Linked DNA regions of Mus musculus: region 1 is linked to region 2. Evidence: chromatin contacts called from public ChIA-PET data. All regions are on one chromosome and are shown on one strand. Each heading gives the region's core, a stretch centred on a gene start, on an enhancer-like site or on the middle of the called end of the contact. The rest is flanking DNA. Distances are from core to core; before and after follow the strand shown. Region 1 overlaps Zfp704 (zinc finger protein 704). Region 2 overlaps Gm41996 (a long non-coding RNA gene).

What was found. ChIA-PET counts read pairs in DNA pulled down with a chosen protein or histone mark.
Region 1: an RNA polymerase II ChIA-PET map of memory CD8 T cells shows a contact between it and region 2, with 7 read pairs. The contact joins two enhancer-like sites.

What each region holds. Positions count from the first base shown.
Region 1 is chr3:9,548,534-9,553,170 of GRCm38.p6, reverse strand. The region is part of intron 2 of Zfp704 (zinc finger protein 704); the gene reads left to right. Among named protein-coding and RNA genes, the nearest start is that of Zfp704, 59 kb to the left of the region's middle. Within about 2 kb of position 3,085, at least 52 of the 459 cell types and tissues checked have an H3K27ac peak or open chromatin away from gene starts, as enhancers often do. A contact at or near this core is called in memory CD8 T cells, where this site is marked.
Region 2 is chr3:9,153,055-9,157,799 of GRCm38.p6, reverse strand. It overlaps Gm41996 (a long non-coding RNA gene), which reads left to right. Exons shown (of 3, transcript XR_878674.2): 3 at 310-529. Among named protein-coding and RNA genes, the nearest start is that of Gm41996, 19 kb to the left of the region's middle. Within about 2 kb of position 3,414, at least 158 of the 459 cell types and tissues checked have an H3K27ac peak or open chromatin away from gene starts, as enhancers often do. A contact at or near this core is called in memory CD8 T cells, where this site is marked.

The DNA.
Region 1 (4,637 bases), core at 1,836-4,335, 400 kb before region 2:
TCTAGGCTGAGAGTGCTAGGCAGCTCCGCACATCCATCAGGATGGACAGGCCTAGGTGCATATGGCGAGCCCCTGCTGTCTCCTGACGTAATGAGCAGCAGCATCGCCCACTGTCCTTAAGAACCTGTCCTCCCTCCTGCTTATCTCTCAAGTTTACATGGTTTTCCTTTTGGTTCACTCCTGACAAACAGTGCAGTTGTATTTTCCACATGCCTGCAGATGTTCCAACCTGAAAGAGTCATATTTGGAATTCATCCTACTATGTTTCCATTGCTCTGATAAATAGAGTGACCAAAAGCAGCCGAGAGGAGGGGATTCCTTTGGCTTGCACATCTGTCATTGAGGAAAGCCAGGTAGGAGCTCAAGCAGGGTAGGAACTGATGCAGAAGCCATAGAGACTGCTGCCTAATCACTGGCTTGCCACTGCTTGTCCTGCCGGCTGTCTTGTATAACCCCGAACTGTCTGTCCAAGGATGGCACCACCCAGAGTGGGCTGGACCCTCCACTTCAGTCATTGATCAAGACGTTGCTTCACTGAGCTGTGCAGACCAGTCTGATGGAGGCTTTCTCTCCACCGAGATGACTCCAGCTTGGGTCAAGTTAACAGGAAGCTGATACAGAGCTGAAGGGAGCGAGCGCTGCTGTCCATCAGGAAGAGCTGCACTTGCAGTTCAGCACCAGTGGGTTGGACCTCAGAGCTGCCTCCTGTCCAGTTAATGGCTGTGCCTTCCTCTGCATACAGTGTAAACAAAGTACAGCCCACAGTGGAGACGTCTACTTGCAGTTGCAGAGGGACGCCATTGCAAAGCGGAAGAGCATGTGAAGTGTGTCTACCCCTGAGAAAAGGTAGCATAGGAAACAGAACCCATGGTCAGGAGAGGCTCAGTGCCTGGCTCTGCTGCTCTCTGGCCTCGGAGTCTGCCTTTGTGTCAGCTCACACCTGTATGAGCAAGCAAGGCCCTTCTCATGTCCTACAGTGTGAAAACAATGTCAGCTACGCCTATCTGTGCTCTAGGTCACTACCAAGCCTTCTTTCCCACAGTTCTGTGACACTAAAGCCAGTGGTTTCCCTCTCAGAATCAGGCTCGAGCTTAAAAAAAGATTAAAAGGCAAAAGGGAGGTGAGGGGCCACACACGGGAGATGACTCAGTGACTAAGGACACACTCCACAAGTGTGAGCCACCAAGAGTTTGAATCTTAGCACTTGGATAAAGGCTGGATACATATACAGATACGCCCCTCTGACCTTAGCTGGTGAGAGAGGGAGGTAGGAAGATCACTGTAGAGTGCTGTCTGCCAGCCTAGCTTCAGGTTCAGTGAGAGACCCCTTTGTAAGGGAGCAGAGTATAGAGAACTGATGGATACCTAACAGCTTCCTCTGCCCTCCACATGTGTATGCAGGTGTGTGCACACTGTGCAATACACCACACCCTCACATGCAGACAGGCAGACAGGCAGGCAGGCAGGCAGACAGACAGACACAAAAGCAAAAGCCTTTTTTGTTTTTAAAAACATTCACCTGTTTTCTTGGTGTTTGCTCCTTAAATTACAAAGTTAGTATATATGGTTAGTACCTCTACGTAGGAGACATAAGAAGAGGTTGTCTCTCATCAGTAATTAGGAGTGTTGTACTTCAGCTACTCTGAGAATGAAAATACACAAATCAGGACTGACCGCTTATAGCTAAACTAGCTCATGTATTTTCTGCTCTAAATGTTGGTGTATCAGCAGGCCAGGTCTTTTTATTGCATGATTAATTGGAGATATAGAAGTAACAGTTGTACTGGGCTGCCCATGGCCTCTATATTTAAAATCTGTGTTTCCTTCTCATTGTTTTGTTTGTTTGTTTGTTTGTTTTTAATAAAGTAAAACCTGGCATCCCTCACTGGAGAAGTGTTGCCTTACATGATGAACCAAGTTCTTGGCTGACACAAGAGACTTTGAGGGATTTCTGTCTCATTCATCTTTTGTATGACAAACCACACAGCACTGGCAAACTAGTTGATAAACCACCAGAGTGTGACACCTGGGTTGTCCTCTGCTCTCTGGGCAGGAGGAAACCAGGCCAATGCATCACTAAGGAACGGGTTTCATGGCTTGTCACTGGCATGTGTAGTGTCTTGGGCTCAGAGCTCAGCACTAGTCTCCCTTGTGTTGCCATCTCTGAGAGTGGAGGAATGTTTCTATGTTGGCATTCCAGTGCTTGCTGTGTGGATGAGCCCAGTTGGGCTGAGCAGATATGACTTCCTTTGCTCTCGAGTGAAACATACCAGTTTGAAAGTGTGCTTGATTGCTTAGCAAAGCTGTAGCATTCGGTTTCTCAGTTCTTGATGTTCGGGGACCTGTGCAAAGCTGAGAAACCATTGCTTTGTGTATACACGGTGTCCAACAGATGCCACACCTACAGTGACCCAGTATCTGCAGTGAAGGATGTTCCTGTCAGCCCTATTCTGTATCAGGCCAGTCAGCGTCAGGCAGAGTCCTTTCCTTCTCCTGTGTTGGTAGTTGGGCATGGGGTTTTCTCTTCACATTATTAAAACTCCCATCTGCTTTTACTTAGCCTCGGAAGACCCAGTCTTCCTGGGAGAGGGAAGGGTGCATTTTCCTAAAAACAGAAGTGGTAAACATTTGATGTTCAAATGTTTGTTGTCTTTTTACTTCCCAAGCCCTGAGCTATTTAACGATATTAATCTTATTGCTTGTAATTAACCTACATAAGAAAACAACACAAATGTTCTCAGTTCCTCTGCAGTAGGCTTCAAGAACAGTAGGACTCTTCAGTTTCTCTGATGCCTACGAGGTGCATCCTGGAGATGCTGTGTGCCCTGGCAGAGCTAAGTGTGCTGCTTGCAGTACTGACCAAAGTCAACCCTAGATCCCAGAGAAAAGAGCTTTTTGAGCATATTAAATGTCATCTTCTTCATCCCCTTTATTTAAAAGATGGGAAAACCTGGTGTGAATGAAGGCTAAATTTAGATTAGAATAATAGACTCAAATGTTTTTTCAAATGTTACCACACTGTGCATGACTTCCTGTGCTGATATGCACAGAGCTTCCCTTCTTGTTAGGACGGAAAAGCTGCTGCTCTGTGCCTCTGCCCAGGAAACCTGCCACCTATCACCTAACTTGTGGTCTTTCTCCACTGAGGAGGACACTTCTCTGTAGTCAGAATGCAACAGTGCTGTTTGATGGTGGCAGTGATGATGGCAAAGTCAAGCAAAGGTGGACGGAGTCACAGGCTGAAGCCTAGTGTGGTAAGCGGCCACATGTAGGTGCCTGCGAGCTGGGTGAATCCTCTGGCAGGGCTGAACAGTTACAAATGAAAGCAAGCCTGTTGCCATGTCTGTCTGGCCGTGAGGAAAACCCAGCACTGTTGCTCTTGTCAGATTTAAATTTGTGTTTTGGAATGTGTGATGCTTAATCTAAAGAATGACCTCCTCACCCCCGGAAAAACAGGAAGTTTGATGTAAGATTGCATCTCCTTAAAGTGTCTGAGATGCTGCTATACCCATGAAGTCTCTCTGACATGGCCGTCTAAACATGAATTGAACAAGACACTACCACTAGACATGCTAACGTAAGTGGGGAAGGGGTCGCTCTTGAGGCCTCGAAAGGACTATGGGCAACTAAGGAAACTGTGAGTGGGGGAAATGGTCTGACTCAGGGACGAGCACTCCGGTCCATACCAAACGGTCATCCCTGAGCACACATGTACAAGTGATGTTATACGGACTGAGCAAGTTGAGCTTATATATTTAAAACATGGACACATATATGTGTAATTAACAAAGAAAAAGACTCCACGAGCATTCAGGAAAAAACAAAACAGTGAGAAAGATGGGGTCAAGTCTTGACTCTCCAGGACTTGTTTTTTTTTCTGTAAAGTCAAATCTCTACAGATAATGTTTCCCATGACTTACATCGTGTCAGGCTTGGCGTCTCTGTGACGGCCTCAGTGCCTTGGCACCTGCAGCGGAATTGTGGCAGGGGGCTCCTGACTGCTGAAGGCTGCAGTGCAGTATCATTGGGAGCGGGCCCTTTGTCACTCCGCCTTACATTGCTTCATAACTTTCTGGTATGTTGAGGGCCTTGAAACCCTAACAGTTAGACATTAGAGGCAAAGACAGACCCTCCAATAAAAAGATGGGTTAAGCTCTACTTATTATATATTATTGGTAAAACCAGAAAGACATCCTCCATTTCTGTTCCTTATTTTGTGTTTATCACTTAGAACAGTTAGGCTTGTGTACAAATGAGACACCAGAATTTGTCCCTAGCTCCAGTCTGGAGAGAAAGCAGCATTCATTTGAAAGTCTAGATTTGTAAAGTAAATTTAGCTCTGAAATGGCTCAGCATTTAAAACTGCAGCATAGCACAGTGTTGAAATTATTTCTTGTGCTAGGCGTGGTGGTGCACGCCTTTAATCCCAGCACTTGGGAGGCAGAGGCAGGAGGATTTCTGAGTTCGAGGCCAGCCTGGTCTACAAAGTGAGCTCCAGGACAGCCAGGGCTACACAGAGAAACCCTGTCTCGGGAGGGGGAAAAAAAAAGAAATTATTCCTTGAAACTTTTTGATAGGAATTACTAGATAGCATCTGACAATTGGAAAGGTCCCAGCATACACTAATTAGCTTTCTC
Region 2 (4,745 bases), core at 2,165-4,664:
TATCCATGAAGAATTGGAGCCATGCTAAGCCTAAGTGTACTGGTTTACTTTAGATGGGCAGACCAGTTCGGTGGTATCCGGAGAGCAAACATGAACAAGCAGTCAGCCAGGCCTCAGCCAAATTGGCACAAGTCAGCAGGAGAGCCAGGACCACCAGGAATGCCAGGAGAAGTTCTCAGCTGTGCCTCTCTCAGCAAAGACTTGAGACCAAGATGCACTGAAAAGCTAGCTTTGCAAGCAGGCCTAGCCCTTGTCACTGTCTGTTGAGTCTTATTTATACTCCCTCCAAACATCCCATGTCTCCCACAGGTCTCACCTCACCAGGTGTCTTGCCTCTGCACATGAGTCTTTTAGCAAACTCCATGTTGAGTCTGGATCAGCTGACATCACTCTGCCAATCAGCCCGCGTTGCAGAAGCTGCGAGAAGCTACCAGCACACCACCAGAAGGGTTTTTTGGTGTGTTTTTCTCTTTGGAGTCCTGACAAAGATCATCAATAAAACAATGGTAAAGTGTACCAATACCATCTAGCATCATCTACCGTCTGCTGAGTCTTTCTTAACATCATGTGTCCTTTTATGTTTTTCCTTTAGCAAAACATCCTTTGTGCAAAACAGGCCTGTGTCTGCCTTAGTGAAACATCTCACCTGTGACTCCCTTGGCATCCTTGTATTGTTGCTGTTTAAATGTAAGAATAGCATAGAAGAATACAAAAAAAAAAGGTAGAAGAAAACAAGTCACTGACTCCTCTGACTGTCACACATAAATAAATAAAATTAAATTTAAAAAATTTAATGTAAAAATAAATATTTAAGCACTTGCATTGCTACATACAGTACCAGAGACAAAGTAGGTGAGTTGCTAAGAAGTGCATCTTGACATGAGCATGAACAAAGACCTGTTTTCAGTTGAGGGCAAACGTGTTCCTTATCCTTACAATCCATGGCAAATCAGCTGCAATCTTATTCACATTCTAAGCTGGTCACCCCGTCTGCTGCATGAGTCCAGCCACAAACAGCTGCAGGGGCTGGCTTGTAGGCAGGCATATAATTCTCAACGCTTAGGTGATGCAAAACTACTTTGACCTAAGAAGTCTTCCGTGAAGATATCAATTTTCTCCTTAGGTTCCAGAGTCACCTTGAGTCCATGTCATCTCATCTGTGATGAGAACTCTAAGGACAGGCCACCTTTTCACAGTTGAACTCTGACTATCCATCCACCAACTTAATGTAATGGGTGGTTACAGACACTATGTAAGGCCTGATCCCGCCCCCCTGCCCCAGAGCAGGGCACTGCCTAGCCTCCCACAGGAAGTGACATCATGGTCTCTAGACAGTGAGCGCAATCCCTTCTCCTGGGAAAGCTCCAGGCAGGATGAGCTTCTCAAGTGTAGCTATCCACTGCCTCAGACGCACTTCAGTCTAATGACATCAGAATCTCCGGAAACAGATCCCTGTGGCCAGTAACCAGCGGGCTTGGGGATGCTCCATGGTTAACAGCCACCTGAAAAGAACTAATTGTGGTAGCTGATGCTAAAGCTTTAGCACCCCAGTGTTCAGGATCACCCCAGCAGAGTAGCTCCCCTCTGAAGGCCCTCTTCACTCTGATAGGCTTGACCTTTATACCTCATATCCAAGAATGACAGGACTTAGACCTTGAATTCTACAATGACAGTTTATGCTCACTTGATTGCCACTGCCTATGGTCACACATGTGCGCGTGTGCGCGTGCCGCGCGCGCGCACACACACACACACACACACACAATGTAGTGACACACAAAACTGTTAAACTAAAAGCAGGTGCTGTTCCTCCCGTCTCAGTTCCAGAATGGTATGCAGCAGCACACACACAGCTGGTGCTATATTGGTTTGATTTTTGTTTTGTTTTGAACAGAACACACTAAACACACCGAGGGTCTGAGACAATGTAGGCTTTTGTGACTGTGTGAAGCGCTACTCCTAACAAGATCTGTAGACACTGGCCCTAAACTCACAGAGACCCTGAGTGCTGTGACTAAAGGCATGGGCCGCCACCACCCAGTGGGACTTTTGTTTTTTGTTTTTTTGTTTTTTTATTTATTTAGTTTTTATTTTGTTCAAGGTAGGGTTTCCCTGTGTAGCCTTGGCTGTCCTAGAATTCACTCTGTGAATCAGACTGGCCTTGAACTCAAAGATCCATCTGCCGCCTGAATGCTGGGATTAAAGACGTGCATCATTTTCTCTATACATTTCTAAAATGAAAAAATAAAGTTGATCTATTCTTCTTCCCCCACTCCTCCATTCATTCATTCATTCATTCATTCATTCACTTATTCACTCATTTTGAGTTCTAGCAATGGGACCCAGGGCCCACACACAGTTACAGGTCAGGTCTATCACTGAGCTATATCCCAGCCCCAGGTGAGTCACTTCTCAACGGGGATCAGTTCTAGATCGAAAAACTTATCTAAACTATACCATATTAACATTGTGTCTCTCAAGAGTGATTTGCAGTCTGTAGAGTGCACTCAACTATGCGTTTTTGAATGTCCCTGCTTTCAGGAGAGCACTCTGCTAGAAAGGTTCTAACTGCCCCAAGACCTTGACAGTGCAAACGCAGTGTTAAAGCGGATTGCATTCTGTCTGCACCCATGACACTTGTAAACCATACTATGATTATGCTGAAGAAATGCACTACAAACCCCACAGAAGCCTCGCACTGCTGGACAGACAGGTCTCAATCCATGCCAAATCAGAAAATCACGGGACAGCTTCTCTGAAATCTCGCTTGAGAAAAGGTCCATTGTAAAATCTCCAAAGGTCCTGAAAGGCTTTGAGGAGCCAGGAGAAGCAGTGTTCCCACCCATTGGGAGGCCCCCAGTGGCAGCAACTGTGGAGAGGTTAGGAGAATTCTGTGAGCTAGGGGCTTCCCAGGGCGACCACCCCCAGCTCCTCTTTCCTTTTCACAAAACAGAAGTGGGGATTTCGTCTTTGCTGAACAGCCTTTAGGACTTTCCCAGCCTCCCAAGGAGAAGATGCAAAGTGGGGGTCCCCACTTTTAAGGACCCCTGAAGCTCCCCTAGGACTTGACCCTGGTGAAGTGTTTGTAAAGATGCTGCCCCATCTGCATTTCACCCATTAAGCCATCCTGACTAAAGTTAGGGCGTGGTACTACACTAGGCAGCTTCAGAACCTTCTAGATGACATTTAAACAGTTCCGATGGAGAACAACAGCTTCAGGCTGTATATCGATAAGCGCAGGCCTGTGCACTGTGCTTAAAATGGTTGGGAGGGGTTTGGGGTGGGCATGAAGGCCGGAGCTCGGGACCCTTTCACCCTCCTGTACTGTACCTGGCCTTCAGTACTGCCTCCCGCATCCCTTTCCACACCACCACCTCTTACTTTCTGTTTCACTTTTCTTCTTTCCACCTCTTCTGCAGCAGAGAGCAGATTACAGGAAGTAGGAGACAATCGAGTTAAACTAGGTAACTGAACTGTGAGCAGAGCTCAGAGGTGGAGCGCTGGCTTAGAGCCTGTGAGGCCCTGGGTTTGATCTCAGCTCAGAGAAGTGACAGCCTTTTCCAGGGCATAACCCACTATACTCCAGAACAAGCCAGTAGAAGTAGGCTTTACCTCACCAAGGGCAACATGGATTGGCACAGACCCTTTACGTGCCGTGCCCATGCTTAGAAACTATGAGATCTGTTGAAATGGGAGAGGGAGAAATAGAAAGACTTGCTTGTTGACACCCAGAGATATCCATGTCCCTGTGTCATCGGAAAGTGGAATTCTTCTTTTATGCCAAGTACCGGTTGTCCTGTCTCTGGGGGAAAAAATGTCATACCCTGGGCAAGCATGGAGAGAGAGAAAAAAAGTAATTCAGGAGCAGGCAGGCATCCAAGCATCCGACTGAGTATACAGCAGGAGCCGATCTGTGTGAGCTGTGTGTGGTTAAATCAGTCAGGCCTGAGTGAGTCATCTGATACTCTCAGGATGTCTCAGCAGAGAAGCCGCACCAAGCAATGCAGCTTAGGGATCAGACAGCAAAAGTCCCTTTATCATTGAAACCTCCTGACCTCAAAGTCAGTCTTCTGTGTTTACATTCTTTGGGGAAGTCACCTCAGAAGACATAAAGAGGCTTTTGAGCTTGTAGCTTAGCAATTTTCACAAGGATCCAGAACCACCTTTTTCAGTGGCCAATTTAAATGTCTTATTAAACCAGCCTTTGAGCCCAGATCACTTATTAAATATTTGACCCAGGAATCTAAGCCTGAAAAACTAACAACATTAAAAATGACATACAAATAATATGGGAGATGCAGGTATGTTGCTATCTAGGCTGAGAGCATCTAAGCTATAAATTTCAAAACCTTCTTGACTGAAAAAGGAGAGTGCCAGGTAAGTCCATTTGTCCTGAGTCCCACGGTGGGACCAGACCGTGGTTGGCATGGCCCAGAATGAGAAGAGTCCAGGCAAGCAGGAGCTGCAAACTCACCAAACTCTTCTACACTTGACCGTTTGAAACAGAAACAGCAGCAACCAGAAGACCATTTTTTAAAGATGGTCTTTTTGTGGTAAAAATAATTTGAGGTAATGCTCTTCTTAGAAGTTTGGAAGGAATCTGTTGACACATAGCTCCAACAAACTATAAACACCCCCAACCTTTTGTTAGGAATGTATACCGCCAGCAGTAAAGCATGGGGCTTATTGAGATATGAGGAATGCTCCTATAACAGCAAGGAGTACCCACAGGGATGCTTCCAGCA